Regions from separate parts of the Mus musculus genome. Here all the other regions are linked to region 1. The links are chromatin contacts, called in public HiChIP or PLAC-seq maps. All regions are on one chromosome and are shown on one strand. Each heading gives the region's core, a stretch centred on a gene start, on an enhancer-like site or on the middle of the called end of the contact. The rest is flanking DNA. Distances are from core to core; before and after follow the strand shown. Region 1 holds the start of Capza1 (capping protein (actin filament) muscle Z-line, alpha 1). Region 2 holds the start of Lamtor5 (late endosomal/lysosomal adaptor, MAPK and MTOR activator 5). Region 3 holds the start of Prok1 (prokineticin 1).

Region 1 (4,936 bases), core at 1,042-3,541:
AAATCATAAGGATTTTTACTGTATCATTATACCACATTATCTACACCAATAAAGATAATGTAGTCAATTAAAAACAACAAAGAAAAAAACCTCTATTAAACCCAGAATCGTGGGAGACGGAGGCAGGAGGACAAATTGGAGATCAGTCCAGTCTACAGAGCAGGTTCCAGACCAGCTAGAACTACATAGCAAGAATTTGTCCCAAAAATACAAAACAAAAACTAAAAGCTCTTTACTAAAGTAGGAATAGAATTTATTACAAGTTCCGGGGTAGATTTACTAGTTATGACTGGCTTGTTCTACTATTACTAAAACTAAGCAATAAAGTTAAGTGTGATGGTATGCACCGATAACTGCAGTATTTGAGAGACAGAGACAAGCAGATTAGGGGTTGGGGTCACTCTTGGCTGTATAATGAGATGTTTATATGAGCCAAACCCGACCCAGTCTTAAGAAAAGGAATAAAAACATTCACTCTAGCCGGGCGTGGTGACGCATGCCTTTAATCCCAGGACTTGGGAGGCAGAGGCAGGCGGATTTCTGAGTTCGAGGCCAGCCTGGTCTACAGAGTGAGTTCCAGGACAGTCAGGACTATACAGAGAAACCCTGTCTCGAAAACAAACAAACAAACAAACAAAAACAAAAAAAGAAAGAAAAAAGAGAATCAACACTAAAGTGTTATTTGGTGGCTTTTTAGTTTTTGTCCTACTAATGCTTAAGTTCAAACACAGGATGTTGCACATGCTAAGACTCTACTAACAAACTGCCACCCTGGATCCTGGTAAGTGGTTTATAAAGGTGGTAAGCACCCTTTTCAGCATTTAAAGACAGTGGCTCATTCATACACAGGTGTATGTTAAATTATTCTTTTTGAAGAAGTGATTAAAAATAGTCTGTTCCCCTGTCAACAATCTCCAATTTCTTTTTCGAAGAACCCAGGCAGATTTTATAGAACATTGGAGAGCACATACTTTGTAACAGTCACTGCAGGAAACAAAAGACATATTCTTGTCCCTAAGTTAGCTAATGAGACCATTCTAACTTGTAGCAGCCCTAAGAGTCTGTGTTTATGGAAGAACTAAGTACTTTCCTTTTTGGACAGTTTAGCAAATGTACGTTGTCAGAAAAAGTTATACTATCAAATTTGGAATACACCCTGGTATTTAAAACACTTTTAAAGATCTATGTACACAAACGACACTCTTGACATACCCAGCTATAAAGCACCATAGTAGGTCATCAAAAAAGGTTGGGTGTTTCATCCAAACCGAATGTGTTAAATGTGAGGTTTATTTACGACCCATTTAACCTTTCTGGAGTTGAAAAAAAAGTCGTCTGGCTATTTCTCACTGCTTAACAGGAAGTTAAAAAAACAAAACAAAACAAAAGACTTTGAAAAAAATTATAGTTAAGATTAAGACAGAAGGGACGGAGTCACCTTGGGGCTAAACGTTCACACAAGAGAGCATAGGCAGGAATAAAGGTGCTGGTCAAATTCTTAAGCAAATCCCTTGAGGTTTACTGATTTATTTTTATCCAATTAGTTTAATCGTCAGTAGTAGAGAAAAGATGAGAGAGGGTGTGTATTTCGGTGGACAGACACCACCAGAGGACCTCTCCCTCCCTGACAAGGAGTCCTGACAGCAAAATCACTTCCTGAGGAAGGAGGAGCAAAAGGGAAGTTAAGGAGGCCACTCTGATCAGGAAGTGACTCGTTCTAAACTAACCCCAATCATACCTATAAATGGGGGGATGGGGTGAGCCCCAACTGCCAAAAGCGGTAAAATAACTGCTGCCTGACACGTCCCGACATCACCTTCACCTCCTCTCTTATAATTACAGAAAAGAGTCTAGAGTTAAAAGTCAATCAGGCAAAGTGTCTCCTCTTGAAAGAAGGTTGTGCTCTGTCCAGGATGAAAAGAGTTGAGGACTGGGGGACTGGGGCCACCGTGAGGCAGACGAAAGCTCCTTTAAGGAAGGAAGCGTCCCGGGGCCAGAGGGACTATGCCAGCACCGGGAAACAACCTTCTTCTTCCTGGGGGCACCGCCAGGTTTCTCACTGCTGCCGGCTCGGACCCCTGGGCCCCGTCGAGGAAGGAAGTAAAAGAGAGAGGCGGACCCCTTACCTTCTCTTCATCCGACACCCGATCCTCAAAGTCGGCCATCTTGGCTGCTCTGGCCCAGCCCGGCGGGCCGGCGCGAGGCAGGCCGGGAAGGAAGCTGAGTGGCGGAATCACCGAGGGGCCGTCGGAAGGAGCCGCCCGGAAGCTCAGGCCAAGAGGGCGCCATGTCAGTTCCGCGCGGGTGTGACAGCCTGGAGTCGGCGCTCTAGGAAGTCGGCTTGCCCCTCGGGGCTTTGCAGCCTTAACATCTTTCTCCCTGAGTTCCGGTCACTTTCCCATTCGTCCTGGAGTGCTTGGTGGCGGGCCTCGACTCTTGCGTGGCGTCTGGGCTCCCTCTGGTCATGGAGCAGTTGCTACACCTCTAAGTTTTTCTGATCCGGTTGGTCTCCTGGGCCGCCGAGTCCAGGGCACTAAGAGCTGCTCGGCTCTTTGAGACATCAGTACTTTTCCGACCCCGGCACAGGGCGACAGGTTACCCTCAACCACGTATGGAAGAAAAACCACTTCCCTCCGGCGCCACACTGAGTCCGTTTCCAGAAGAATAAGCGCCACCATCAGATGCTTCCCCGCCCTCCTAGAGGACTAGGTAGCCCCTCAGTCGGCCACCGCGCTCCGCCACCTTCCAGATCTCCAGCCAGTTCCCCAGGACTCAGCCTAGACAGAGGCCAGCTTCAAGTCCGCCACTATCCCAGGATTCCCGACTCCGGGTTTCCGGCCCTTCTCCCCTCCCAGGTCCCGGCGCCTGCCGGAGCCGCAAGATGGCGGACGGAGACTACTTCGCGGAAGCCGCGCGGGCCGTGGGGTGTCCCCATGCACCTGTTCCTGGCTTGGGCCTGGGCCCGCCGCTGGGCTGGAAAGAGCGGCTGAAGGCCGGGTTGGCGAACTCTGGGTCCACGCTGTGGTTCCTGGCGGGGCTGGGGCTGCTTTACGCTCTGAGGGTCCCGCTGAGGCTGTGTGACAACGTGACAGCGGGTGAGAGGCCCAAACCTCCCGGACAGTCGGGGACAAGTGCCAAAGATCAGAGATTCTCGGGGAGACATGGAGGGCTTTGCAGAAGGAAATTGGTGTTGCATGCTCCAGTGGGTTTATTTTTGTCGCTTGGGCCACCTCCACCCGGCAGCTGATTGTTAGAACCGTGCTGCAGTTTCCCGGCCCCTCCCTAGATCGCTGAAGGTTCGCCCTCTCTATTCTGTCTACGCTACCACAGGAAAAGCTACCTGACACGCTGCAAGCTCCAGGTAGTAGGACAGAAGAGAGCATTCCCAGATGTGTACACACAGTTTATAGACATTCCTATCGTTTGCAGGGCCCCTTGAAAAGTCGTACCTCAGAGTTTCCCAGCTGCCTAACTTAAAAGAACTCACACCCAGAAAAGCAAGATAAGCACATCTGTCATACACGATAGAAAATGCTATGATTTTAGTGGACCATACTTTTATTGTAAGACAGTTCGGTTAAGAGACGTTTTTCGTAATATTTTTATTGTGAGTAATAAGATAGTCTAGGAAAGGGAGAGGAGAGAGAAGTGCAGACAACGGTGGGTTTGTTTAATATTTTCCTTCGGCAGTTGTACAATGTTTGTCATGTAGCCTGGGCCAAAGATAAAAACTTGTAAGCAGTGTTGACCTGTGCGGATTCTGCAAATACTATTCCCTGGCCGTAGGTAGGATGAAAAGATGGACTCCTGGATCTTTTGTGGCGTTATTGCAGTATTTTTTGCTGCAGCCTCAGAAGAAGATGGAAATATTTCCTTCTTTTTGGTTTTTCGAGACAGGGTTTCTCTGTGTAGCCCTGGCTGTCCTGGAACTCTGTAGACCAGGCTGGCCTCGAACTCAGAAATCCGCCTGCGTCTGCCTCCCAAGTGCTGGGATTAAAGGCTGTGTGCCACCACTGCCTGGTGAAATATTTCTGTTAGATGGTGACACTGTTAATTTTTCTGTCCTTTGAGAAGGCAGTGGTCTCCCTTTTCTGTCTCATGAGATGACATGAAAGACCATAGGATAATGTTCTAAAATGCTTTTTGTATTTTAGAGTATTGGTACCACATACTGTCTAATTTGTCTGTAATAGGTTGGTGAAGTGTTTAATGGTAATTTGTGTGCTCATTAAAGTGCTATTCATCGAGTTTGTCATTTATTTTTCTACTTCTTCTTGTTGCTTTGAGGCCAGGATGTTGCCAAGACATCCTGATCCCTTGAGCCACTTCTTAAGTGGTGGATTTAGAGGCATATACTAGCTAGCCTGGCTTTAAACCAGGAATGCTGACACATGCTTGTGATCCCAGTACTTGGGCTACTGAAAGTACAGTACAGATATATCAGTTGTTAAAGGCCAGCCTCAGCTACATAGTAAGTTTGAGACCAGTCTGGACTATCTTAGACCATGTTGTGAAAGTGCATTTAGCTTTTTATTCTTATATATTTGCTGAAGTTCTAGTCTAACTTACTTTTACAGCTTGTATTTTAGATTTTCAGAAAAGCAGGCTAAATTATCTCACTGTGACTTGATTTTCTTTTTTCTTTCTTTGACCCTAGATATTGACCCTAGGGCCCTGTACACACTCATTTTGATTTACTTCTTTTTTTTTTTTTTCTTTTTCTTTTTTTTTTTTTTAAAGATTTATTTATTTATTATATGTAAGTACACTGTAGCTGTCTTCAGACCCTCCAGAAGAGGGAGTCAGATCTCATTACAGATGGTTGTGAGCCACCATGTGGTTGCTGGGATTTGAACTTTGGACCTTCGGAAGAGCAGTCGGGTGCTCTTACCCATTGAGCCATCTCACCAGCCCTTGATTTACTTCTTATTTAACT
Region 2 (4,936 bases), core at 1,611-4,110, 2.4 Mb after region 1:
TAAAACTACAAAGGGGGTTCACATTATATCTGTTTGAATAGTAATGTGGAGGTTCAGAAAGGCAGAACTGGGCTAAGGGTAAAGCTCAGGCATAGAGTACTTACCTAGCCTGAGTAAAGTCCTAGGTAAGCCAGATGCTTGGCGCTTAACAGAACAAGACAGAATGGTCAAACCAAGCGGTCTCAATTCAGTAACATTTTTACCACTTGAGACCACAGGGAGGCAGAGCTGATACTGTTCCCTTAGGCATAGTGTTAGCTTTCTCTTAAGACAACTGGGGCAAACTTTACTTTGAATAGTATCTAATAGGTTTTTAAACACCTAGCCCAGCCTCCCAAGTACTGGGATCATCAGCATGCTCTCTGCTACGCAGCTCTAACGCTATCTTTTAAGGGTATCTCTAGAGTGCTGTTCTAAAATCTGAATAGCCCACATTGTGTTACCTGATAACTCAGGTAATTTCTCCAAAGCCCAAATTACACCCCATAAACTGGAATCCCAAGAAAGTTAGAATTCTAGAGCCAGGAGCTGGGGAGATGTCTTAGTCAGCATTCTTACCTTGCAAGCATGAAGACATGGGCTTGGTTTCCAGATCCCATGGATAACTGCCTGGGGCATGGTGGCACACATGTAATCCCAACATTGAAAAGGCTGAGATGGGTTGGGACAGGGAGATCCCTGGGGAAGCTGGCCAGTCAGGCTAGCCTAATCAAGCCCCAAACTATCGATAGACCCTGTCTCAAACAAAAGAGTTTAATGGCACCTGAGGAACAAGACAAGGCTGACCTCTGACCCCCAACTGCACATGCACATACGTGCATGAATATCTGCAAACACACTGAATCCAAGTATACACATGCATCAAGACACACATGAACATACATACAAACACACAATTCTGGAAGCATAGCCAAATATGGGGCTCATATTAGAGCATTAGAAGGCTGAGGCAGGAGAATCACATGTTAGAGATAACCCTGCACTGTAAAGTTAAAAAGTAATAATAATTCTGCGAGCTTCATTTTAACAATATGGTGAATGGTGAGCGGGTGGCTAAGCCTTGGCCTCTTCTATTATGGGCACCAGATCAAAAAACAGACTGAGTAAATGCCAGAGATCAGATTGCTAGAGGAAGCTAAGTGCAAGGCACGCTACACAGGAAGGGGTAGAGATGAGCCATGGACACACCCTTGTTTTCATAAACCCTTCTTCATGTAAATAATATATATACATATATATATTTTTCTTGAAAATGACCATAACTTTTGACCAAACAATTCTATTTCTAGTAATTAACCATGAAGAAAAAATTTAAATGCACAATATTGGGCTAAAGAATATTCAACCAGCACAGAACCTGGTACCACCAGGACAGAGGGTAGGGAGGGGACACAAGAGCAACTTAATTGGTCACTAATGAACAGTAAGTTCACTTTAGGTGTAGCTATGATAACAAAGTTGGTGTGTTTTGCAACTATTACAAACAAAGTAAATAAAAACTTACTGTCCTGAAAAGGTATTTATAATAAATTCTGTGAAGAATCCCTGCTACATAATTCAGAATTGTATATATAGTATGTATATTGATTTTGCTTTTAAAAAACATTTCTCTACAGAGTGAGTTCCAGGACAGCCAGGGCTACACAGAGAAACCCTGTCTCGAAAAACAAAAAAAAAAAAAAAACAAAAAACAAAAAACAAAAAAAATTCAAATAATACATTTGCAAAGATAGCCATATGGAAAAGATAGTCTCCAAAATATCCTTATCAAACTATCATCTCTTCACAGTAGGACTATGAGTGGTTAGTTTATTCTAAAGTTTTTAAACCCAGGCATGTTGGTGTAATCCCAGCACTTGGGAAGTAAAAGCAGAGAGATCAATACTTCAAGGCCAGCCTCGGACACACTGCAAATTTGAGGGCAATGAGGGGTATATGAGATACTGTCTCTAAAACAGAAAAGGGAATAAAAATTTTAAAGCTCAGTTATTTTAAAGTAATAATACACGGTCTTCACTAACACCTAAAACTTAAACCTAATTTCTTCCCCCTAAAACTTCCCATGACCTAGCTATTAGAAGTATCAATGCAAATTAAATATGGCACATGGCAGTAAATCACAGGACAAAGGTGGGAGAATTCGAGGCCAACCTACGAGAACAAAGAAGGTACCAATGTTAAGATTCTGACACTTTCCCAGCACGCAGTTTGGGGTTTCAACGTGTGCCATCTCTTCCTTTAGTCCCGTGTGTGCACCCCTCCCCATCGGCCCTGTGTGATAGGTTACTTCTCCTCCGATGTTGGTGAAATGAATCAATTTAAACCAGAGTAGATGATGTTAAAGGCAGGTTTATTGGGAAGCTGCCAGCCGGTGGGTGAGTTCACTGGCCCCAAGGACCAAGGCCAGCGAAGTTTCCTGGGAAAGGAAGGAAGAAAGAGAGAAGGGGGAATGTGTGCAGAGAGAGAAAAGGAGAAGGAGACCAAAATGTCTGGATTCTATAGAAAGGAGCCCTATAGAAAGGGAAGGGCAGCCCAGCCCCTGGGCTGGAAAGTTCAGGGTTGGGGGCAAGGTATGCCAGGTGGGAACTGAGGGATGCAGAACCTGGAGGCCAGTTCTGCTTTGATAGGTAAAGTATACACCTCAGCCTCTTGACCTAGGGTCAGAAACTGAGCACTGTCTTCTTAGCGATTGGCCTATTGCATAGATGAGACCATGCCAGACCTGCTGGTTACTTTAAAATTTAAACCAGGTCTACGTCTGGTTAGGACTGGAAATTGCTTGAACCAAATCCAAAGGTTAAAAATCACTAAGTCCAAGTGCTAGGTCAGGAAAAGGCCCTGAGGCCCGACTACAGATTGCTTTGAAGGCCCAGCACCCCCAATCGAAAGCCAGCCATCACTGGTCCTGTGGTAGTAGCTATGCCTTTTCGTAAAGAGCGCGGACGCGGCGCCGCGCTGAATTTCGTCCCTCTGGAGACGCCGTCCAGGCGCCCGCCTCGGTCAAGTCACGTGATCGAGGTTTGCGGTGAAGGAGGAAGTGTTTTGCTGCGGGGTCCTGGCCTGGGGCGGACAGCCTGCGGGATGGAGGCGACTTTGGAGCAGCATTTGGAGGACACGTGAGTAGTGCGTGCGGCCGGTCCTGGGCTCCGGACAGGGGAGCTGGAATGGGACAGCGGCATGGACCGCGAGTGTCTGCGGAAGCGTTTGGGGCACTCGGGGCGGCGAGCGGGTGACTTCTGCCTACGGCCGGGCCGCTCGTTACTGGGTAGTAAAGTTTCGTTAGGCGTGTTCGCAGAATCGAGTAGCTCTTGAGAAGTTTGGGAAACGGATTAAGTTTGGGGAAGGATGCCCCGGGTGTGCTAAATCGAGCCCCCGCAGTGCCAAAGCACTTTCACGCACATCTTCCCGCGTTTGTGGCCCGTCAGTTGCTCAGCGCTTGTGAAGTAAATATATCCGTAAAGTTTTTCAGCTATCTCTGTAAAATTTAAAATTGGGAGGTGTAAAGTGGCTTACAAGAAGACACCTCCTCCTTGAGCTTCTTAATCCCCTCCAGGAGCAATTCCCGTTACTGAGATTTAACAGTTGTCTTCAGGAGTTGCAGTCCTAGAGCATGCTTCTATACCAAGGACAGAGCCCTAAAGATAACTGCCTTGTTTGTGTCTTTGTGAAGCAGAGGTGCCTGAGAAAATGGTTTGGGTTTTGTTTTGTTTATTTAAACAACTCACAGTTTGTCCTCTGAAAGGGGGCGAAAAAATTTAAGGGCTGATTTGAAGTGCTTAATACTCGGTGCATAGAAAATCTGTTTTACTACAGTAATTTGAAATATTTTCTTCACATCATCTGGTTCATCTTTCTTGTGCTCCCAAAATTAGAATGAAGAATCCATCCATTGTTGGAGTCCTATGCACAGATTCACAAGGACTTAATCTGGGCTGTAAGTGTCTCCTACCAGCCTCCCTTTGAAGTTCTGAGAGCCTTAACTTACACTGCTACTATTTTCTAGCTTTTATTCCTGTTACCTTTAGGGCATAGAGACTATCTCCAAGTAAGAGTAGATGGTTGAAGCCTTTCAGTTGCATTTTAAAGGCAGAAATGTTCCTCCCAGTTCTACAACTGTTCCTACTAAAATGGTTTTGAATAAATTTTAAGTGGTCTAGAAAAGGGCTTTAGATAAGGACATCTTTACTGAATGCATTCCCTGTGCAGGCACAGTCAGGCTACACTATTTCCTTAATTGCCTCAATAACCCTGAAAATGGATGATGCTGGCTGCTAGTCCAGCCACTCTCAACAGTAAGTTATTGTCAGTAAAAATAGGGATTTCCTAGTTAGACACGTCTGACTTCAACCCCATTCTCCGATGCTGTCTGCTAGCAACATGAGTGCCGAACAGAAGGAGCCTCTTGGGGCTTCAGTTTCTTCATTGGGTTATTTTATTTCATACATACATTATGTGTGTGTTGTCTTAAGACATTTTTTTTTAAAAACTTATTCTACGTGGCCCTGGCTGTCCTGGAACAAACTTTGTAGACCATGCTGGCCTGTAACTCACAGAGATCTGCCTGCCTCTATCCCTTGAATGCTGGGAACAAAGGTGTGCATCACCATGCCCAGCCAGGCACTATTCTTAGTGTTTTCATTATAAAACGTACATAACCCCCCTTCCTGCCCCCCCCCCCCCACCAAAGCCCTTTATGGTCAAGAAATTTAGCAAGCTTAAAAGTACCTTGCCCAGGGTCAAACACCTAATGAATGGTTGAGATAGGATGTTTTTAAAGCTGGCTCCAAAGCTTAAAACACCCAGTACAGAACCAAGATGTGTTTGTGTGGTGTTCAATAAATTGTAGCAATTACAGATAAGGAACTAAGTCCAGAAAGGTAAATAGCTAAAGTTAATTAATGTCAGAAACTAGTAAACCCAAGAATCCTTATAACTG
Region 3 (4,936 bases), core at 1,170-3,669, 2.4 Mb after region 1:
CCCAGTGAGTTTTAAATAGAGCAATAAGGGGACTAGGTCCAGCCCCAGACTACATGGGTTCAAATCCCAGACCCACTGTTTACCAGATTTGTGATAACTGACTTCCAAACCCAGACACTACTGCATATGCCAGCAAGATTTTGCTGACAGGACCCTGATATAGCTTTCTCTTGTGAGACTAGGCCAGTGCCTGGCAAATACAAAAGTGGATGCTCACAGTCAGCTATTGGATGGAACACAGGGTCCCCAATGGAGGAGCTAGAGAAAGAACCTAAGGAGCTGAAGGGGTCTGCAACCCTTAGATGGAACAACAATATGAACTAACCAGTACTCCCAGAGCTTGTATCTCTAGCTGCATATGTAGCAGAAGATGGCCTAGTCGGCCACCATTGGGAGGAGAGGCCCTTGGAACTGCGAAGATTATATTCCCCAGTACAGGGGGATGCCAGGCCAGGAAGCAGGAGTGGGTGGGTTGGGAAGCAGGGTGGGGGGAGGGTATTGGGGACTTTTGGAGAGGAAACTAGGAAAGGGGATAGCATTTGAAATGTAAATGAAGAAAATATCTTTAAATTTTTGTTTTTGAAAAAAGAAAAAGAAGGGTGCAGGTGGACTGTGTCAACACCTGAACCAGTATCTAAACATCTGCAAAAGGCCTATGTGAGGTCGCCTGGAGCAGCACCACCATGGCTGCTTGCTGGCCTGACTTCAGTCAGAGGCTGGATCCACTGTGGAGGAAGCGGTATATTGCCCTTCCCCACATCACCCTCAGAAGCCACAGATTCGCTGTTCTAAACTGGCCCCAGGATCCCTGTCTGCTGAGCCCATGCCCAGGCCCATCGAATGCCAGCCTAGTACCTTGTGGCTTCCTGGGTGGCACTCCTCTCCTTCACGCCCCAGTGGGGTACACAACCGCAGGCCCCGCAGCCACAGACTGATAGCGCAGCAGGTGCCGGCCCCACACTGGATATCTCGTTCACAGGCCTAAGGGAGAGAGAAAAGGGCCAACCGGTTAGTGTCGCCCAAAGGAATGATCCGGATTAGGATTTGGAGGTGGTGACTAAGCATCTCGGATCAACAGGACACCTTGGCCTGGGTCTAACATCACTGCTCGTCTCTTGAGAGGGACACTCGGGGCCCAGCACAGTACCAGACTTCAGTCTGGGGAACTCTTCCTGCTCAGTGGTGAGGCAGTCAGTCCCTGTTCCCCGGGAAACCCTGTGTTAGAAGGCATAGCTTTTCTAATCCCAGTCAACACTGGTTGAATATGATGGATTAGAACTCTGTGGTGAAGGAACTGGAGGGTCCTTCGTGGTCCAAGGCTCTGGATGTTGGCTGCTGAGCTTTTGGTGTCCTTTGTTCTTCAGCATCTATTCTAAGCTACCTTTCTGTGTGTCTCCCATCCGGTAACCCACAGAGGCCTGATGGACAGTTATCCCCCCCATCCCCCATCCCCCACCCCCACCACTTCTCTGCTGGCCTCCCTGGACCCCCGACGTGGATGCACCCTTCTAGGTTGGGCTGCTTGGACCTGCTGGATAACCAGGTAACAAAAGAAACTTTCAAACAACCTAACTTTACACCAAAACCAGGGTCAAGAGAGCAAGTAGGGCCTCATGGAGAGCCAGTCGACCTGGCCACTACCCAGAGGCCATGTGGCTTCAGAACTGAAGTCTGGGGCTGAGTTTTCTTTCGTTATTCTCCAGTATCAGGCCACAGAACACCTTCAGGCTACCAGCATGGGACATGACAAGACGTGGAAGCTCCAACCTTTCTATTAGGAAGGATGAGGAAGGAAACATATACCAAATCTTTTTCATCACCCAGAGAAGGTCCAGGTGGCAGTCACCAGCAGCTAATCTTAGCCCAGCAGGGGTGCTTCTCACACCCAAGCCAGCCCCCTGGGAATGGCAGGTGAAGGGTGGTGGGGACTAGTTGGACTCCTCTCTCCTGATGATGGTAGGCGTGGCATTCTGGGAGGTCCGGCCCTTCAGCTGGGCTGTCACTAAGGAGCAATGGAAGGTGGAGAGGTCAGGAGGTCAGGAGCTGACTTCTTTCTGAGAGTCAGAGGAGGAATGTCAGGAGGATATGGGAAATGGAGGGCAGCTGGGCCTGCCTGGCTCTCCTCCCCTCAAGACCCTCCTCTGACTGTTCATCTTGCCATTCACTTACTCCCCAAGACTGACCTGACCTTCTTCTCTCACTGGGCTCTTATTAACAGATGCCCCCACTTCCCTTGGGCCTCTCTACCTGTTGCCAGTCTGGAATAGATGTTGGCGCTGGCTTGGTGGCACTGTGACTGTGCAGCTCATTGGGTCCTCCATGTACCCCCATCCCTCACTGTGTCGGGCAACCCCAACTTTTCTCCCGGGTCTGACCTTGGTCTTCACGACGGCTTTCATCAGTCATGCCTGCTCGATGCAAGCCTGCCTTCAGAGCATTTGCTTGCCCTGTGTGTTAGTTTGAACGGAGTCTCTTTCCTTTGAAAGGGAGGTTGCCTTTTCTGTGAAAATTAAAATTTATCCAGTTCCAGGAACTGGCTGGCATTACTCCATATTTACCTTCCAGGTAGAAGGTTGGAGGAAGTTGAAATAAAACTTAATTCTCTCCTTTTCTTCCTGACTTTTGCCTGGGGAGCTCTTAAGAGAAGCACTGTTTTTTGGCTTGTGATTAGGTCCAGTTTATGACCCTGCGTGTACCTACATGACAGGAGGGCAGGTACAGCAGGAGATGAGAAGACTCCATGCCCTGAGTGACAGACTCAGTGCCCCTGGCCTGAGCCTCTGCTTCAAGGTTAACATGTTTGGGGTGCATCTGCCAATGTTGGCACCACACATCTCCCCCTGGGAAGCCACTAAAGAGTGAAAGGGGGTGTTTGAACATTCTCTCTAATAGCTAAAGTGAGACTAAGGAGGGACCCTGTGTGCTTGCCGCCCTGAACTCACAGCATGCTCTGTGAGTTAACACGGACAAGTGAACCAGGCAAAGATGAAAACCAAGGTGTACACAAGACAAATGGGGCTGGGGATGGGACACTAATCTGCCCTGTAAACAAATGTCCTATGGCACACACCAAGGAATCTCCATTTTACTAAAGACTCGATGTCAAAATCCCAGCGCCCTCCTAATGTATTTAAAATGGTATTCTATTTACCCACAACTCTGTCTGCCAGACTAACCCATCTGAAGTCACACACAACCCCACTCCCAGACAGTGATTACCTTCAAAATCCCTTTGGTTTAGGTGATTTGGAGCAGCAGAGCCTTTGTGGTTCTTAGTACACTCCCTGTTGTAGAACACCGATCTTGGCCCCTATACCAGGTCTATGGAGAATGCTAGAAACTTACCCCTGTGATGACCGCACAGTCGGACGCCGTTGCTAGAAGGAGCATGATGAAGATATGCACAGCGCCTCTCATGATCACTTGAGGTGACGACAAACACAGTCTACTTTGGTACCCCTCACTTCCTTCTGCGCTGCCTTGTGCTAGACAAGCCGAGAAGGCCAAGCTGTCCTACCCGACCTCCTTCGGATTTATATAGCCAGATCCAGGGCTGCCTCTAAATGCCTCATCTCTCTCTTCCCTCCCATCACCATTATTCAGATGAGCTCAGAGGCGAAGATGAGACCTGAATCTCCAACAGCATCCCATCACCGTCAGAGCGGATACAAATGGATACACTGGGGACTTTGACAGTTGTTCTAAGTCTTCCAAGAGTACCACACTTCAAACAGTTGCCTGCAATTCACTTGATATCCATTTCCATCTCTGCATCATTCTTTCCTGCTTGGGCCAGGAGGATAACTTTAGTGATGAATTAAGAGATTTGGAACATTGATTTTTTTTTCTCCTCGCCCACACTGAACCATGCAGCGTACAGGAGTGTTTATATTCTCATACTCAAGCTATTAAGCATTATGTGAGTGTTTACCCTGGATTCAACACAGAGGTGGTTGAGAAGACAGAGGGTGAGGTGGTATCTGTTGCTGAACTTTAAAGGTTAAAATTCCCAATATGGAGACAGACACTGCATCTGTGGTGTTGATGCTTCTCACAGATACACAGGTGAGGCTGCTCTCTAATAAGCTCTGGACAAGCGCCTGTGAGCCGGTTAGTCTTTGATGTCTAATTGATTGGATTCAGAATTCCTATGGCAACACACCTCTGGATACGTCTATGAGGGTATTTCCAGCAAAAAGAAATTGAGGCAGAAAGATCCACCATGGCTGTGAGCATCATCATACCATGAGCTACGGGCACAAACTAGTGAAAAAGTGGCTGAGTGCCAGCAGTCAGTCATCTCCCCACTCCAGGCTACAGATACAATGGTACCTGCCTCTGCTATTCCTGCAGCCTTGATCTCCCTGTCATGATGGGCTGGACACTCAGTCTGTGAATGAGAATTAAGCCTTTGCTAACAATGACAAGGTACCTAATACAAGCAGTAAATGCCCCTGGACCATTTACCAGGAGGAGGAACTGAAGATAAGAACGCACTCAGGCTCCACCCTGGCAGCTCCTGCAGAGAAGTGGACTCGGGCCATGCTGGTGATCTTCTGTAGTATGGTGTGAGCATGGGAGGGGCCTTATCCGCAAGCAGACACACACAGTGGGCTCATGAGAAGGTGACACTGTGCATAGCCCTTCTTGCTGGAGGGAAGCCCTCCAGCCTTCTCTACTACATACCTGATGGATCCTGTATTGGGCCATCCATCTTCTCTCTACAATAATAAAAACTAGTGTTTTCCAAGGAATGTTTTCTAGTATGCTAATTCAGGATGAGCATCTCCAACCCAAAACTCTAAAATCTAGACGTCTCCAAAGTAGAGAACTTTCTGACATAATGTGACCCATCCAAAATTCTACACAGTAGAACCTTGTTGCATGCACAAAACTACTTAAAATGCTATAGAAAACTGCCTTTAGGTATGTGTAT

What was found. HiChIP or PLAC-seq counts read pairs in DNA pulled down with a chosen protein or histone mark.
Region 2: an H3K27ac HiChIP or PLAC-seq map of embryonic stem cells shows a contact between it and region 1, with 5 times the contacts expected there. The contact joins the promoter of Lamtor5 here to the promoter of Capza1 in region 1. A contact is called at or near these places in 1 of 39 promoter capture datasets (embryonic stem cells), 2 of 115 datasets of contacts at active chromatin or transcription factors (astrocytes and embryonic stem cells) and 1 of 9 other capture datasets (liver).
Region 3: a contact with region 1 is called in an H3K27ac HiChIP or PLAC-seq map of large pre-B cells, with 5 times the contacts expected there. The contact joins the promoter of Prok1 here to the promoter of Capza1 in region 1.

The regions. Positions count from the first base shown.
Region 1 is chr3:104,862,214-104,867,149 of GRCm38.p6, forward strand. It overlaps Capza1 (capping protein (actin filament) muscle Z-line, alpha 1), which reads right to left and starts at 2,292. Exons shown (of 10, transcript NM_009797.3): 1 at 2,127-2,292. The coding sequence starts at 2,165. St7l (suppression of tumorigenicity 7-like) reads left to right here and starts at 2,293. Exons shown (of 14, transcript NM_153091.3): 1 at 2,293-3,095. The coding sequence starts at 2,882.
Region 2 is chr3:107,275,998-107,280,933 of GRCm38.p6, forward strand. It overlaps Lamtor5 (late endosomal/lysosomal adaptor, MAPK and MTOR activator 5), which reads left to right and starts at 2,861. Exons shown (of 4, transcript NM_026774.2): 1 at 2,861-3,116; 2 at 3,873-3,934. The coding sequence starts at 2,920.
Region 3 is chr3:107,236,233-107,241,168 of GRCm38.p6, forward strand. Prok1 (prokineticin 1) reads right to left here and starts at 2,420. Exons shown (of 3, transcript NM_001357885.1): 1 at 2,376-2,420; 2 at 856-981. The coding sequence starts at 2,399.